Regions from separate parts of the Mus musculus genome. Here all the other regions are linked to region 2. The links are chromatin contacts, called in public HiChIP or PLAC-seq and promoter capture Hi-C maps. All regions are on one chromosome and are shown on one strand. Each heading gives the region's core, a stretch centred on a gene start, on an enhancer-like site or on the middle of the called end of the contact. The rest is flanking DNA. Distances are from core to core; before and after follow the strand shown. Region 1 holds the start of Niban1 (niban apoptosis regulator 1). Region 2 holds the start of Rgl1 (ral guanine nucleotide dissociation stimulator,-like 1). Region 3 holds the start of C230024C17Rik (RIKEN cDNA C230024C17 gene).

Evidence for each region. Promoter capture Hi-C pulls out the DNA fragments that hold promoters and counts their contacts. HiChIP or PLAC-seq counts read pairs in DNA pulled down with a chosen protein or histone mark.
Region 1: a contact with region 2 is called in an H3K27ac HiChIP or PLAC-seq map of embryonic stem cells, with 2.5 times the contacts expected there. The contact joins the promoter of Niban1 here to the promoter of Rgl1 in region 2. A contact is called at or near these places in 1 of 39 promoter capture datasets (the 3T3-L1 cell line) and 1 of 115 datasets of contacts at active chromatin or transcription factors (embryonic stem cells).
Region 3: a promoter capture Hi-C map of stem cell-derived epiblast-like cells shows a contact between it and region 2, with 2.9 times the contacts expected there. The contact joins the promoter of C230024C17Rik here to the promoter of Rgl1 in region 2. A contact is called at or near these places in 2 of 39 promoter capture datasets (pre-B cells and stem cell-derived epiblast-like cells).

Annotation. Positions count from the first base shown.
Region 1 is chr1:151,569,008-151,573,392 of GRCm38.p6, reverse strand. Niban1 (niban apoptosis regulator 1) reads right to left here and starts at 2,020. Exons shown (of 14, transcript NM_022018.3): 1 at 1,809-2,020. The coding sequence starts at 1,863.
Region 2 is chr1:152,622,213-152,626,675 of GRCm38.p6, reverse strand. It overlaps Rgl1 (ral guanine nucleotide dissociation stimulator,-like 1), which reads left to right and starts at 1,459. Exons shown (of 18, transcript NM_016846.4): 1 at 1,459-1,692; 2 at 2,748-2,858. The coding sequence starts at 1,666.
Region 3 is chr1:153,735,080-153,740,165 of GRCm38.p6, reverse strand. It overlaps C230024C17Rik (RIKEN cDNA C230024C17 gene), which reads left to right and starts at 2,337. Exons shown (of 3, transcript NR_046171.1): 1 at 2,337-2,690.

The DNA of each region.
Region 1 (4,385 bases), core at 771-3,270, 1.1 Mb after region 2:
ATATAATCTTAAGGGCCAGAAAGGGGCATCAGGAAAAAGTTCACTGTTTCTTCTAAAAAGTTAAAGTAAAACTTGGAGCTTAATACATACTTTTTAAAAATTCACTTTACATCCTATTCACTGGCCCCATCCCAGTCACCCCCTCCCACAATGCTTTCCCCCGAACCCCTCCCCTTCTCCTCTGAGTGGGTGGAGGCCCCCTGGGTACACCCCTACCCTGGCACATAAAGTCTCTTCGAGGCCAGGCACATCCTTTCCCACTGAAGGCAGCCCAGCTAGAAGAACACATCCCATGGGCAGCTTTTGGGATAACCCCCTTCCAGTTGTTTGGGAACCACGTGGAGACCAAACTACACATCTGCTACATATGTGCAGGGAGGCCTAGGTCCAGCCTGTGTATATTCTTTGGCTGGTAGTTCAGTCTCTGAGAACCCTAAGAGTCCAGGTTAGTTGACTCTGTTGGTCTTCCTGTGGAGTTCCTATTCCCTTCAGGGCAGCAATCCTTCCTCCTCTTCTTCTATACGAGTCCCCAAGCCCCATCCACTGTTTGGCTGTGGGTGTCTGCATCTGTATGAGTCAGCTGCTGGTTGGAGCCTCTAAGAGGACAATCATGCTAGACTCCAGTTTGCAAGCATAACAAAGTAAAGGCTGCTCACTCTCTCCCTATCTATTCAGTATAGTACTGCAAGTTCTAGCCAGAGCAATAAGACAGCTAAAAATTATCAAGCGGATACAAATCGGAAAGGAAGAAGTCAAAGTATCGCTATTTTTGGATGATATCATAATATACATAAATGACCCCAAAATCTACCAGAGAACTCCTACAGCTGATAAATTCTGCAAAGTGGCTGCATATAAAATTAACTCAAAGAAATCAGTAGCCCTCCTTTAATACATACTTTTCAAAGTACTTGGGAAGCCAGGAGTGGGGCACTAAATTCATAGCTAGCTGAATGTCTGTGGCTGAGGGCAAGATTAGGGTGGGTGGGGTAAGAACCAAACACAACGAAAGATAAGAACTCTGGATTTCCTGCAGTTTCTGTGCCACCGAGTTTTGGTTTCTTCTGCCTGTCTCTCTCTTACTGAATCACTCCGTAGGTCAAGATCTCCTAAAAAGATGTTTCTCCCCATCTATAGCTTTAACAACTGTTGCAAAAACACTCCGAGCTTCCCCTTTTGTTTTCCTCCCTCTCAGGGGAAGGAAGGGAACCATCCAACCTGAAAAGGTAAAGATTTCATCCTTTCTGCTTCTGATGAAATCGCCCTGCAATTGGTGTGAAGTTCAGGAGAAGGTGTGGCCTGCGCTGCACTTTACAAAACCAGGCCAATATGACCCGGAGGGAAATTCTGATAGCCCAGGAACTCCCCACCACTACCACTAAGGAAATCTCAAAACTCGAGGGGATAACCCCAGTAAACCTCTAACCTTTGGAAATTACTCAGAGCCAAGTACAAACAAGAAAGATGTCTCCCCAGCAGGGAAGGAACAGATTCTGAGGCTGGAGGGGCACAGGGCGGGGGCAGGAGGGGTGGAGTGCGAGGGGGCACCAACAAAGTTCTCTCCAGCCACCCTGGGAGTACCTGCCTCTCACGTGTGTCCTGCATCATCCCGTCCCTACTCTCTACCCCACCTGAGTCGCGGGTGCTTGAAACAGGACACCGGGGCTCCGCTCCCGGAGGCGAGCGCAAGTCTAGGAGCCCAACGCCCGCCGGTAGCACCAGCTAGCCAGTGCTCCCTCGGAAGATCAGCGTGCAGGTGACCAGGCTAGCCCTGGCTCTGCGCCACCCTGCCGCCCTGGCCGCCGTACCTCGGATGTAGGCGCACTTGCCCTCGTCCAGCTGGCTGGAAGCTGAGCCGCCCATGGCCGCGGTGCTGCACGGGAGGCAGAGGACTGACACCAACTGCGCCTGCTGCTTGCCGCTGAAGGTGGATGTGTCAGGGAACTGGCTCTGTAATTAAAGGGCCAACTTCCTTGAGAGGCGTCGCCGGCCCGGGCGCCTCCTCCAGGCCCGCGCCCTCGGAAGATGTGTGGGCTGGCCCGGGGGCTGTCTTCCCGCCCTCGCTGCGCTGGAACCCCGGGGGCTGTCCTAGGAACTCCAGGGAGTAACCATAGTAAAAATACTTTCCTCCTTCTCGAGACTGACTTTTCACCAGTTTGGGGACAGCCCAGACCCATCGTGGAGGGAGTGGAGAGAGCGGACTTCTTCCATGTGACTGTAACTTCTCCCAGATGGAGATTTACAGTCCCACCAGGTGGAGGTCAGGAGCCCTTCCCCTTCCTGTTCTCCAGCCACCTGTCCACAGATCCCCCACTCCCATCCGCATCCCCACCTCCGGAATTCCCTTGCACGGAAGTATGGGAACCTTGGAGAGTCAAAGCTTCTTGTAACCAAGCACTTGGATTTGAGAGATGGGAACTGAAGGGGAAGCAGGGGAGAGAAATGGGAGAAGCCAAGGCCGGTTCCACACACTAAGTAAGCCCTGAACCTGCCTACGACTCCAGGGAGTCTGTCCTGACACCTTAACCTTCAAGTCTTCTTACCACGTGGTTTCTCGTATGCAAGGCCACTATCTCTTCAGCTTGGCCGCCTCAGGCAAGAACACCCTGGGCAGAGGGGTCATCCTGATTTCTTTCTGTTCTTAGTGGCCAGGAGTTTTACAATTCCTATCAACTTAACCAGGCCTAAAGAGGACTTTAAGGCTTCTCCACAGCTGCCTCTAAAGTTAATTCACCAGAACTTTAACACATATTTCTCACAGCTCACACACCGAGTCTCTCGCACCCTGTACACTAGATCATCAGTAAAATCCTGTCGAGTCTAATTTCAAAATATGTCCAACGTCCAGGGAATTCTTACCATCTCCACTGCCCTCGTTTCTCACATTAAGCCTCACAACAGTCTAACCCGGCTCCGGGCTTCAAAGGAAAAGCCAAGGGTCTATTATAGCCTGAGGGGTGGGGGGCTTCCCCTCTCATTTACCAGCGTTTCTGTCTCTGCTCTCTAGGTTCCAGCCCCTGCCCTGCTCGCTCCCCTATGCCAAGGTGAACCACTTGCTCAGTTTTCCTCTCTGGGTGCCTCATTCATTCAACTCTCACAGGCTAACATCTTCAGGCTCATGAACAGAGTGCTGCTAGTAGCATTCCTGGAGCTCTGGGTTTGCACCTCAGCATCTCACAAACAAGGTGTGCCAGTGCGTATCTGCAATTCCTGCACTCTGGGAGGCGAACGAACGCTGGAGGAGTGGGCTACATGGAGAGTCGGAGGCCAGCTTGAGCTACATGAAAAGCAGTATCAAAAAGAGAGAGAGAGAAAAAAAGAAAAAGAAAGGAGGAAGGAAATAAGGAGAATAAAAGGAAAGAAAAAAGAAAAGAGAAGAAAAGCTAACAACACCGAGAGACTTCGCCTGAACCCTCCCTAAACACCAGCCATGGTGGTGTGAGTGTTTACTCCCAGGACTCAGGAGGGACAGGCAGAGGCAGGCGAATCTCTGATTTCAAGGCCAGCCTGGTCTACAGAACAGGTTCCAGGACAGCTAGGGCTACACAGAGAAACAGTCTCAAAACAACAACAAACATACAAACAAACAAACAAAAAACCAACCAAACAAAAAAGTTTAAGGGCCTGCACTCAGTAAAAGCTGGGGTCTCAGTGACTACAGAGTGCTTCTGGGTAGCCACTCAATGATTTAAACCGCTCAGTGTTCAAATCTAAATTTGAGTTTAGAAACGTGACGTCTGATTTATCCTTCTTCTCTCTTTTGTGCAGTCACGGGTGGAAAGATTTGTGTGGAGTAGAATTAACACACTTATTACCTGGCAAATTCAGCTCCAAATCACTGGCTGTCATGTGACCCGGTCAGGTTACCTAACTCTCCTCTTGTGTTAGCTGGCTTTCCTCACTTTCCTTACTGAGGCTAATCTGCTTACAAGAATTAGTGTTTCTTTGGCCCACAGTTCAAAGGCTCAGACAAGGGCCTGGTGGGCACACTGCCTTCCAGCCTGTGTCTGACGATCTATCATGAGGTGCTTTTGGCTTTTGCTTTTATTTACTTATTTGGGTTTTCCCAGCCCACCCCACGGCTTGGTTCTGTGAGACAAGGCTTTGCTATGTAACACAGGCTAACCTGGAACCTACAACTCTCCTGCCCTGCTTCCTATTTTGCTCAACACATCATGACAGGAGAATGTAGTAGGGTTACCGGTCACCTCACAGCAGCTAGGAATCAGCGGGGCGGGTGGGGGGTTGGGAAGAAATCCTAGTATCTCCTTCAAGAACACATTTCCAATAACCTAACTTCCCCTCACCAGACCCCACTCCTAAAGGTTCGACCGCCCTTCTCTAGCTCTACAGGCTGAGGGCTAAAGGTTTCAGTACACGGACAT
Region 2 (4,463 bases), core at 210-2,709:
GGTGGTGAAATTAACTGAAGTGTTGCTCATCTGTCCTGGGCTGCCTCTTGAGGTCTTCAGAATCACCAAGGAGACTCATCTAGGTGTGACCTGGGGCCCTGAGGCAGATAAGAAGCCTGAGGTAGGGCCGCCACATGTTTTCCCTCTGGCTCCTGGGACACTCTGTTCTGAGTACTGAGCACAGCAGAAGGAATGTGTGTGTGTGTGTGTGTGTGTGTGTGTGTGTGTGTGTGTGTGTATGTGTGTTTAATATTTAAATTATAGAAACATCCACTTTGGTTGTAAAAGATCATTCTCTCTACAGTCTTGAACTCCTGAAGCATGGGTCTTTATGAGGAGCGTTTGACTGACTTGAAGACATCCTTCAGTGTGCAGAGATCCTTTGCTTGCTTGGTGTAGCCTCTGTCATTTCTGATGCCCTTCTGGAGACATCAGTGCACTGATTGCCTAACTTTTCAGCTCATGGTATATTCAGTACTAACCAAAGCTCAGCACAGCAATCTGGAGGAGGTCCTTTTCAGTTTGACATGTGTAAAACATGACATTTTTGTAATTGGTGTGGAGTTCTGACAGGTACAGTTTGGCTACCTGACTATGGGCTATCTCTTGCTGTTGATTTATTGAAACTAGATCTTTTAAAGTGTAATGTATTGTCCCCCACAGACTATTGTGTTAAGATAAAATTCTTTTCAGCATTGTCCTTTGAAAGGCTTTCCCTACAGTGATTATCCCTCTGTGTCCCCACAGTGCACACCCCCCATGGCTACTCACAGAGGCTCCAGAAACCCCTAGGACCACTTATGGCCTCTGTCACAAACTGTCAGATCCTGCAAAACTCTCTGCTCTCACCAGCAGTAGCCAGTAAGCCTTATCAGACTGGGTGGTGGAGTTGATGCATGCCTGTAATCTCAGCACTCAAGAGACAGAGGCAGGAGGATTGCCAGAAAAGTTCTAAGTGTTCAAGGCTAGCCAGGACCACCTTTTGTTTAAAAAAAAGAAAAAAAAAGCAAGAAAGCCACAAACAAGAGTGGGCAGTAGGAACAAGTCCAGGCAGTTGCAGGTGCGGGGCAGGGTAGAGCCGCTGGGCACGGTTTTTAGATACCCAGATAGCTTTTGACTTTATCCTAATGAAAATCTTCCCCCCAAATCGAGGGGACTCTGATTTAATTGCTGTAAATTCCAAATAGCAAGCAGATCACACAAGAATCCCTAATCCCTAACAGTTTCCTTCAGTAAAGCAGACGGAGGCTGCGCACATGTCCCATGGCACACATGGTTCTATTTTGTCACCTGGTGGCCACCAGGAAACCCCGATGAAGCGGTCTACTTGAAAGCATCGTTTCCCCACCACTCTGAGCTGGAGAAACGATTGCTTGCTCCCTTGATCCGCGGGGCTTCCGAAAGGGAGAGTGCGCTCACAAGCACAAACAGGAAAGCCTGACATCACGGAGCGGCGGGGAGGAGTCTGCTGCCGCGGGCTCCCGGGCTGCCTGCTCGCTGGCCGGCGCTCCTTTGTGGCCCGGTCGCGCGCGGCGGCGGCGGCGGCAGTCGGGCAGCAAGGCGCGTGGGAAGCGCGGGGACCCGGAGCCGGGCCAGAGAGACGCCCCGACCGCCTCGGAGCAGGGCGCACCATGCAGCGTCCGTGTGCCGGAAAGAAAACTGAGAATGAAATTACTTTGGCAAGCTAAAATGGTAACGCCAGCTCCCCGCCTTCCCCTGACGCTTCTCTGCTGGGGGACTCGTCCCATCTCCCGCTTTCTCGGGCCGGGTTGTTGGAGCACTGTCTAACTGATCAGAGCCACCCGGACCCCACTCTCTAAGAGGAGCTTTCTCATTCTGCTTTGTGTCCTTCCCCTCTCTGTGCCTCTTCTCCCTAGAAACGATGCCTGTGTTCTCAGGCATCGCCTGCGGGGTGTCTGGGACAGGCAGATGCGTGTCAGGAGAGCAGAACTTGGAAAGGACAGAACTCAGTCTGGGGGAGCGGCGCCGCGCTCTGCTTCCCAGCGGCAGCCCTTTAACACAGATCCGAGGTTTAGCTGGCGACATGGCTATCCAGGGGGTCGCTGTGTAAATTTCAGTGGAAGCTGCATGAAGATGTTTTGCTTTCTCGGCACTTGCCAGAGGGGCTTTTCTTTTCTTTTCTTTTCTTTTCTTTTCTTTTCTTTTCTTTTCCTTTTTTCTTTCTGGAAATAAAAACTTTCCATACCCCACATAACTTTTTTTTGGGTTTCAAAATAGTAAGAGGAGAAAAAGAGGTACAACTTCACTTCCCAAAGAGGGCTCTTGGTATTAAAACACTTGTTTGAGGGAGTTTAACATCGACATTGCTCAAATGTTTGTGTACTTTGAGAAGTATAAACTCTTGTTTTTGCAAATGAGTTATTTTTTCCTTTCACTTAAGTGGACAGAGTTGATCAGGACTAAACCACAGTTTCCTTAAGAAGGAAAAAAAAAAACTTGAAAAGATGATTTAAGATACGTGGCTAGGTTAGGAAAAGTAACTGACCAGAGAAGGGAGAAGTCGGAGGCTCCTGATACCGCAGGAAAAGGCTGCCAGCCAAGAAAATCTCAGCCTTGCCTATTGCAGGGTGTCCTGTGTTGCTCTGTTTGGAGGATTTACTCAAAGGCTTGGAGAGCCTTTGTAAGCAGGGAAGCAGCTGGGATAGATTGTGGTTAGCCAAGGGGGAAGAAAACAACAACACACACTACGACCCTCTTTTTCTTTCTTTTTATCCTGTCCCTGGCAGAGCTCGATTCAGGACTGGGGTGAAGAGGTAGAGGAAGGAGCTGTTTACCATGTCACCCTCAAAAGAGTCCAGATTCAACAGGCGGCCAATAAAGGAGCGAGATGGCTAGGGGTGAGTAGCGCTTCCGAGATCTTGAACTTTGGAACAGTGTCTTTGCTCTTCTGTGAATATCATTATTATTTAGCCAAGGTAGCCCCCCCCATCCCCTTTTTCTCCCCCTTAGTCTTAAAAAGGAAACTGCTGATGGCCAAGTGTTTGCTCTAGCTGGACAGGTCTGTTTTAGGACTTGTGTTTTCCTAAGCATCTTCCCTAAGTCTGTCAATAATTCAGAACCTTCCGGAAACATCTTGAGGTATTTGGCAAACAGGCTGGGGGTGTTGTGGCAGAAGAGGACAGACACACAGAGACCTGGTCAGAGAGCACTACTAGCTTCTACATGTGTCATAAACCGCTGTGCCCAGAAGATAACCTTTTCTCTCTCTCCTCCTTACACAGTGATGCCAACAGCCCAGTCCCCACTCCCAGAAGTTCAGAGGCCATTCAGACCCGCTTCCTTTGAGGGGCGGCAAGGTTTCCCATTGTGACCTCCTTTCTGTAGAATGGGAGTAGACTGATATATACTTAGTCTTGGGGCTTTGCCTGTAGAGTATGGAGTCGGTGGCAGACACTCGGAAAAAATCTGCTTTCCATAAACTATTGGGGAAGGTCATGTGAGTTCTTAATTCGACCAATGAATCTTTCAACACATCCCAAATGAAGGGACTATGCAAGGCAGAGAGCCTGGCGGTGGGATCAGGAACATGTGGGAGAGTGGAGAGAGAGTAGTTACAGATGACACAGGGAGGAACATAGCGGTGTCTGAAGAGAGGCAGGACTTGTGGGTAATGGTCTTCAAAGCACTGAGGAGTGTGTGCTTGCATCGCAGCCTACTAACCTTAGTTTCAGAGCACACAGGGTTTGGAGCAGTGTTCCCAGATGAGTGCGGAGTGCACGGGGCTTCCTGGGAGGAGCGGAGGCAATATGACTTGTAAGACTCATAGTCAAAGGCAGGAAGCCAGGAGCCCTATCTTCCTTAGCCGTGGCTGCTGACATTGGATCTCCCCCAACCCCCGCATTGACCTTCTCAACCTGCCTTAAGTCAGGATTTTCCTGCCACTATGCTTGGATCAGGACACTGTTGACCGGGATGGTAAGTTGCTAGTGACATTGAAGATGTAGTCTGCAAAGTTAGGCACTTTCTCAGTGAACACTAGAGGTCTTTACTTACTGAGCAAGCACCTTACTCAGAACATGATCCTAACATTAACTGTGTTTAGACTGCTGACCAACCACTCTGTTGCTTTTGGGGGCTTTATGTATATATACAGTATTTCAATGTGATGTTGCTATGGTTTTGACCTGTGTGGCTATTTGTAAATGATTAATAAGCTCTAAACCAGTTGCCTTCAAATAGACTTTGCATTTATTGGTGTTGGGTAGCCCTGGCTGTCCTGGAACTAGCTCTGTGGACCAGGCTGGCTTCAAACTCAGAGATTCACCTCCCTCTGCCTTCTGAGTGCTGCAATTAAAGGCATGCACCACTGTGACAGGCTTTTCTACTCTTTCTAACGATGTAAAATGCTGCATGGGTGGCAGTGTTAATATTTAGCCAGATATGGTAGCAATGACTGTAGTGTGAGCAATAGAGGGGACCCTACCCCCAATAAACCGTCCTTC
Region 3 (5,086 bases), core at 1,088-3,587, 1.1 Mb before region 2:
GGTCGGAGACTTGGGGTGCCAGGAGAAGAGGAAGGCTTGAAGACCAGACATACGCCGAGAGAGAGAGAGAGAGAGAGAGAGAGAGAGAGAGAGAGAGAGAGAGAGAGAGAGAGAGAGACGCCGACCTCTAGTAAAAGCAGGAAAACAATTCAAAAGTGACAGGAGAGGTTTGGTAGGGGGTGGAGAGTTCACGGAGGACAGGCGCATGGGGTGCATTCCAAGAAAAAGTACATCACCACTATACTGCACTCTCTCTCAGGTCAGAACAGGTACCATCCCATGGTCTTCGAAGGTGACGGGAGCCAAGTGAGCTATTCGCCCCCACGGTCATTACCTCCACTTTGAGATGAAGGATCAGAAGATCAGAAAACTAGCGATTTGGCCAAGATCAGCAGGCATGGGCGGAAACATTTACTTAACACAATTATAGCAGAAATCTCTGCAACCGTGCTTAATTGCTCTAATGCTCTATAGTTATAGGGTAAGTCTTGGTGCCTCAATCCAGCTTTGAATTTACCATGTTGCTCCTGCTGGAAAGCAACAGTAACAACAGCTCTGTAACCGGTAAGTGATCCTGAGGCTAAGCAACTGCTTAGTTCCCCTCCTCATCCTGCCTTAAAGGTGCCATTGTCTTCCCGGCTGGCCCTCGGGAGCTCCCTTCGAGATTGCTACTAAGAAGCAGCAGGTAAGGTTAAGGGTAGATAGTTATGGAGTTTCAAATCATGTTTCTGCTGTATAATTATGAGAGACCTTAGAGACTCCATCTTTCCATTTCTTTGTGTCTGGGGTTTAGACATCACCATACTTATTTCATAAGGTGTGGTGGGGACTGAAGACCTTTTTGGAGAGCTGGACTTCCCCAGGGAGCATTCTGTAGGGGTAGCAGGCATGCTAGGGATAATTCTCAGAAACGAACTGAGAGAAGAGCAGAGCAGTTATGCTGCACACAGAGACCCCACCCCACGCCCAGAGGGTCTTCAAGGATGTTCTAGAGTTGTGTAGACCTTTGCAAGTGTCTACTTCTGGAGCTGAGCAGGCCTTAGCATTACCCATTTATTGGACTCTGCTGTGCTGAGATGCCTGACCTGGCTCCAGGTGATGTCTCTGTCAAGAGCAACTCCCAGAGCCTATAACAGAGACCATACCACACTGGTGGTGGCCAGGATAGGGGATCTGGGTGGCATGCCAAAGGACCCGCATCTATATACAAGGCGCTTGGAACAAGACTTGGCACACAATCAAACAGATTGGCAAACAGATAGACTGGAAATCTATGCTGTATGGAATTCTATGCAGTAAGGAAAACAATGTTTTGTCACTTTCAGGATACAGAATTCCATCTCCTAGGGGGCTTCTCCAGCAGTAAGGACTGCTCTATGCTCTGTGAAGTAAAAGGTCGGGAAAGGAAGATGGGAGGGAGTGGGAAGGAGGAAAGGAAAGGGAGGCGAGGAAGGAGGCTGGAGATGCAGCTCAGTGGTCTTGTCTAGAGAAAGGGCACTTGAGAATGTGCATGCACAGAGAGAGAAGGAGGAGGAGGAAGAGGAAGAAGAGGAAGAAGAAGAGATCAAAATGCCTGGATTATATAGAGAAGAGGCATTGGGGGAAGGGCAGCCCAGCCCCTGGGCTGAAAGTTCAGGGTTAGGGGCAGGGTATGCCAGGTGAGACTGAGGGATGCTGGGAGAACCTAGAGGCCAGGTCTGCTTTGATATGAAAAATTTGCACCTCAGTCCCTTGTGCCTGTCCAGTCCAGTCCGAAACCAAACATCTGGAACAATAGTTCAGGTAGACTCCCCTCACTGAGCCAGACCCTATGAAGGGTGACCCAGTTAGTCAACCTGATCCACTGTTCCCAAACTCCCACATTCTCAAGGCAGAACCAAGGCAGAGAGGACAGGGCACATTCCTGGACACACTTCTACCTCAGGTGCAGTGAACACCAAATCCACATGCCCGTCTTGCCAAGCTCAGCTCTTGAGAGCTTCCTACCTCACAGCCCGAGGGCTAGACTGGGGCTGAGCAGAGACGTGTGGGCACTCGGTGGGTGGATGCCTTGTTGGGCGGCTGTGTATCTCAAGTCTCCATCTACATGGAGCAGCCAGCCAGCCCACCAGAGGTGCTCAGCTGAGCTGAAGGTTTTCCTTTGCCTGGTGCTCCTCATACCCACAGACACACTTTTGTCACACAGCTGCCAGGCACAGATGTGGGTGTTATCCATGGCACAGCCGTTCTCCATGTGACACGGATGGATCATACCCGACGCTCTTGCCCATTTTGGAATCAACCCAGAGTCACGTGACAAGAATACTGCATTCTGCAGAGGATCCTCTCAAACCTCCCTGCCCATTCTGCATCCTTGTGGGGTCTTTAAGGAGGTTTGAAATTTCTATTTGGCAGGCAACAAAATAGCAGTGCCCAAGGTGTTTTTCATTAAATACATCCAGGCTGAAGCCAGGGCTGCCGCCAGATTCCTGGGCTAGTATGTTCTATTTGACAAAGCAAAGGAAGACAAAGGAATTGATACAACCGCAACCGCACTGACAGGCAGATCCAGAGAGCTCACAGCTCCCTGCTGAGGATGAAGAGCCCTCCTCTGAGTTCAACTTGCCTCCCAGTTGCCATGGTTACCTTTCTGGTTTCCAGACAGAAACTTTCTGAAGTTCACAATGTATCCAGACTTCTCTTCCCAGCAGGTCAGTTCCTATCTGTGATTTCAGAGATGTGATTGACTCCACAGTAGCTGTGAATCTAGCCCATTGAATATGCTGGTGAATTGCACTGGCTCTGACAAAACCTGACCTCATTTTTGCCCAGCAGGTCCAGCACAGCTGCCATCTCTTTAATGGAGGGTGTAGGGACAACAGCTTTGTGGCCTGGGTCATCTGGGATCAGCAATCTGGGCAAAGCTGGGGGTCAGGATTAAATATCCCATAGTGCCTCTCAGCCTTTCTGTCCTTCATCTCCTTCAGCCCCCATGGTACATCACATTACCCTTTCTGTGGTAGCAGAAGTCCAGACGGGAGCTTTGTCTAGTGTCAATGGTTTGGTGGTGAATGACTGTAATCCATTAACACACCACACACACCATACCACACACACACACACACATCCTGTGCTCTGGATCCTCCAAATTCAATCATCAGTCTCCCCACAAATAGTCATTTAAAATGTACTGTGTTCCCAAGTCCGTGGGGAAAGGCAGTAAAAGGCCATGCTGTCTTCTTAACATCACAAGGGGCTGTCCACCTGCCTTTTAGACTTGTTAGACTCCCCCTTACCATCGAGACCTTATAATTAGGAGCTAGGAAGATGGGTTGGTGGGTAAAGTGCCTGCTATACAAATATGAGACCTGAGTTTGGGTCCCCAGTGCCTACCTAAAAAGCCAGGTGGTGGCCACATGTCTATAATCCCAAGGCTGGCAAGGGAGGGGTGAGGGGGATATGCTGGCGTGCGATCGACAGAGCCGGGTAGATCCCTGTGCCAGTATAGCTTAAAACAAAACAAAACAAAACAAAACAACAACAACAACAAAAACACAGGTTCATGAAACACCCTATCTCAAAAATTAAGCTGAGGAGTGTCTAAAAACTAAGGTGGAGACTACAAAATCAGACACAGGCAGACAGGCAGACAGGTGCATGCGCGTGCGCACACACACAAAGAAAAAAGACATTATAATCAAACACTGGGGTTTGAGCTCTGAGCTAACTCCAGAGCCCACATTTCTGAGCATTCGCCACATCGGTTTTCTGTATGTGTTCTCCAGCTCACACTTGGCTCATGATGAGAAACCCTGGAGGAAATAGCAGGATGCTTCACTCATCCTTCCTGTCTCCTGTCTCCTCTCTCTCTCTCCCACCCCCCTCATTTGCTCGCTCCATTCCTTTCTCCCCACTCACATTTTCCACTTTCCAGTCCTTGCCCTTAGCTGTGGTGTCGTCACTGGCTCTGGACTTTTCTGCTTTTTTGCTTCCTGGTCCCTCGTGTCTCCAGTTCCTTTGTGTAGCCATGGAAAACCCCTTCCTCTGCTGAAGTCCCCCTGGTTAATCTTTGAGGTCTTCGGTCCCCTGCAGCACTTCCCAGCCCATGCTTCTCCATCTCCTTTTGCTCTCTAGAGACCCCGATTCCCACTTGGGAGGGAGGCCAGGGCTAGTGTCCTGTAGTCAGAGCTTCATGGATCCCAGAGTCATAGGGACAGGGAGCCATTGAGTCCTAAAGGCCCTTGTTCCTCCTTGACCTCCAGGGCCCTGGCCACGGCTAGAAGGAACCTGGCTCTCTGTGTTTATGCTTCCTGGATTCTGACATGTTGGTCTGAATCCTCATAAGCGTCAAGCATGCTGTTTATGTTTGGGCACACGTGGGTTTGTCTGTCAAGCTATGCTGTCTTCTTAACACCGCAAGGGACTGTCCACCTGCCTTAACCTCCTGAATTCCCCCTGACTACCAATGACCAGGTTTCCCTCTCTTCCCCAGGCTTCACCATTCCATGGTGCCTCGGTTTCCTAACATCTCCCCCCACCCCCATGCTTTCCTACCCCATGGAGTCTCAGTTCACATCAGCAAGCAAACACACCTGCCCACTGCCCTGACGTCATAGTGATGCATTCCCTGGAGACAATGTCAATGGGTAGCATCCATGAACCCACTTAACCCTAACATCGCCATTTCCAAGCTTCGAGAATTACCTAAGGGGCTTCTAAAGGTCTTCTTCTCCCTCTCTGTGGTTCCCCATCCCTTTCCTCAAGGTTGCCACCGATATTTCTTCACCGAGAGCACCTCTCTTCCGTCCACTACTACTCAGAAACAAGTTTCAGTTAAATCTACATTTCCCCCCACCCCTCCCCAGGCATTTTCCAAGGCCCTGAGAAATCATTTAGAATAAAACACTCCAGAAGAGGGGAAAACTGAGGCCTACCATTTTACAAGTGCCTGGAAGGCAGGAGTTAGATCTCTAGTTCTCTCTAAGACTGGGCACAGAGCTGCACAGTCCTGTAGGTTCTGGGTGAGACTGTGCTCCGTTTTCAGGCACCTGTCACCCTGGAATTGGAGTCAAGGAGGTGTTCTAACCATCACCCCACCGCACCCGTC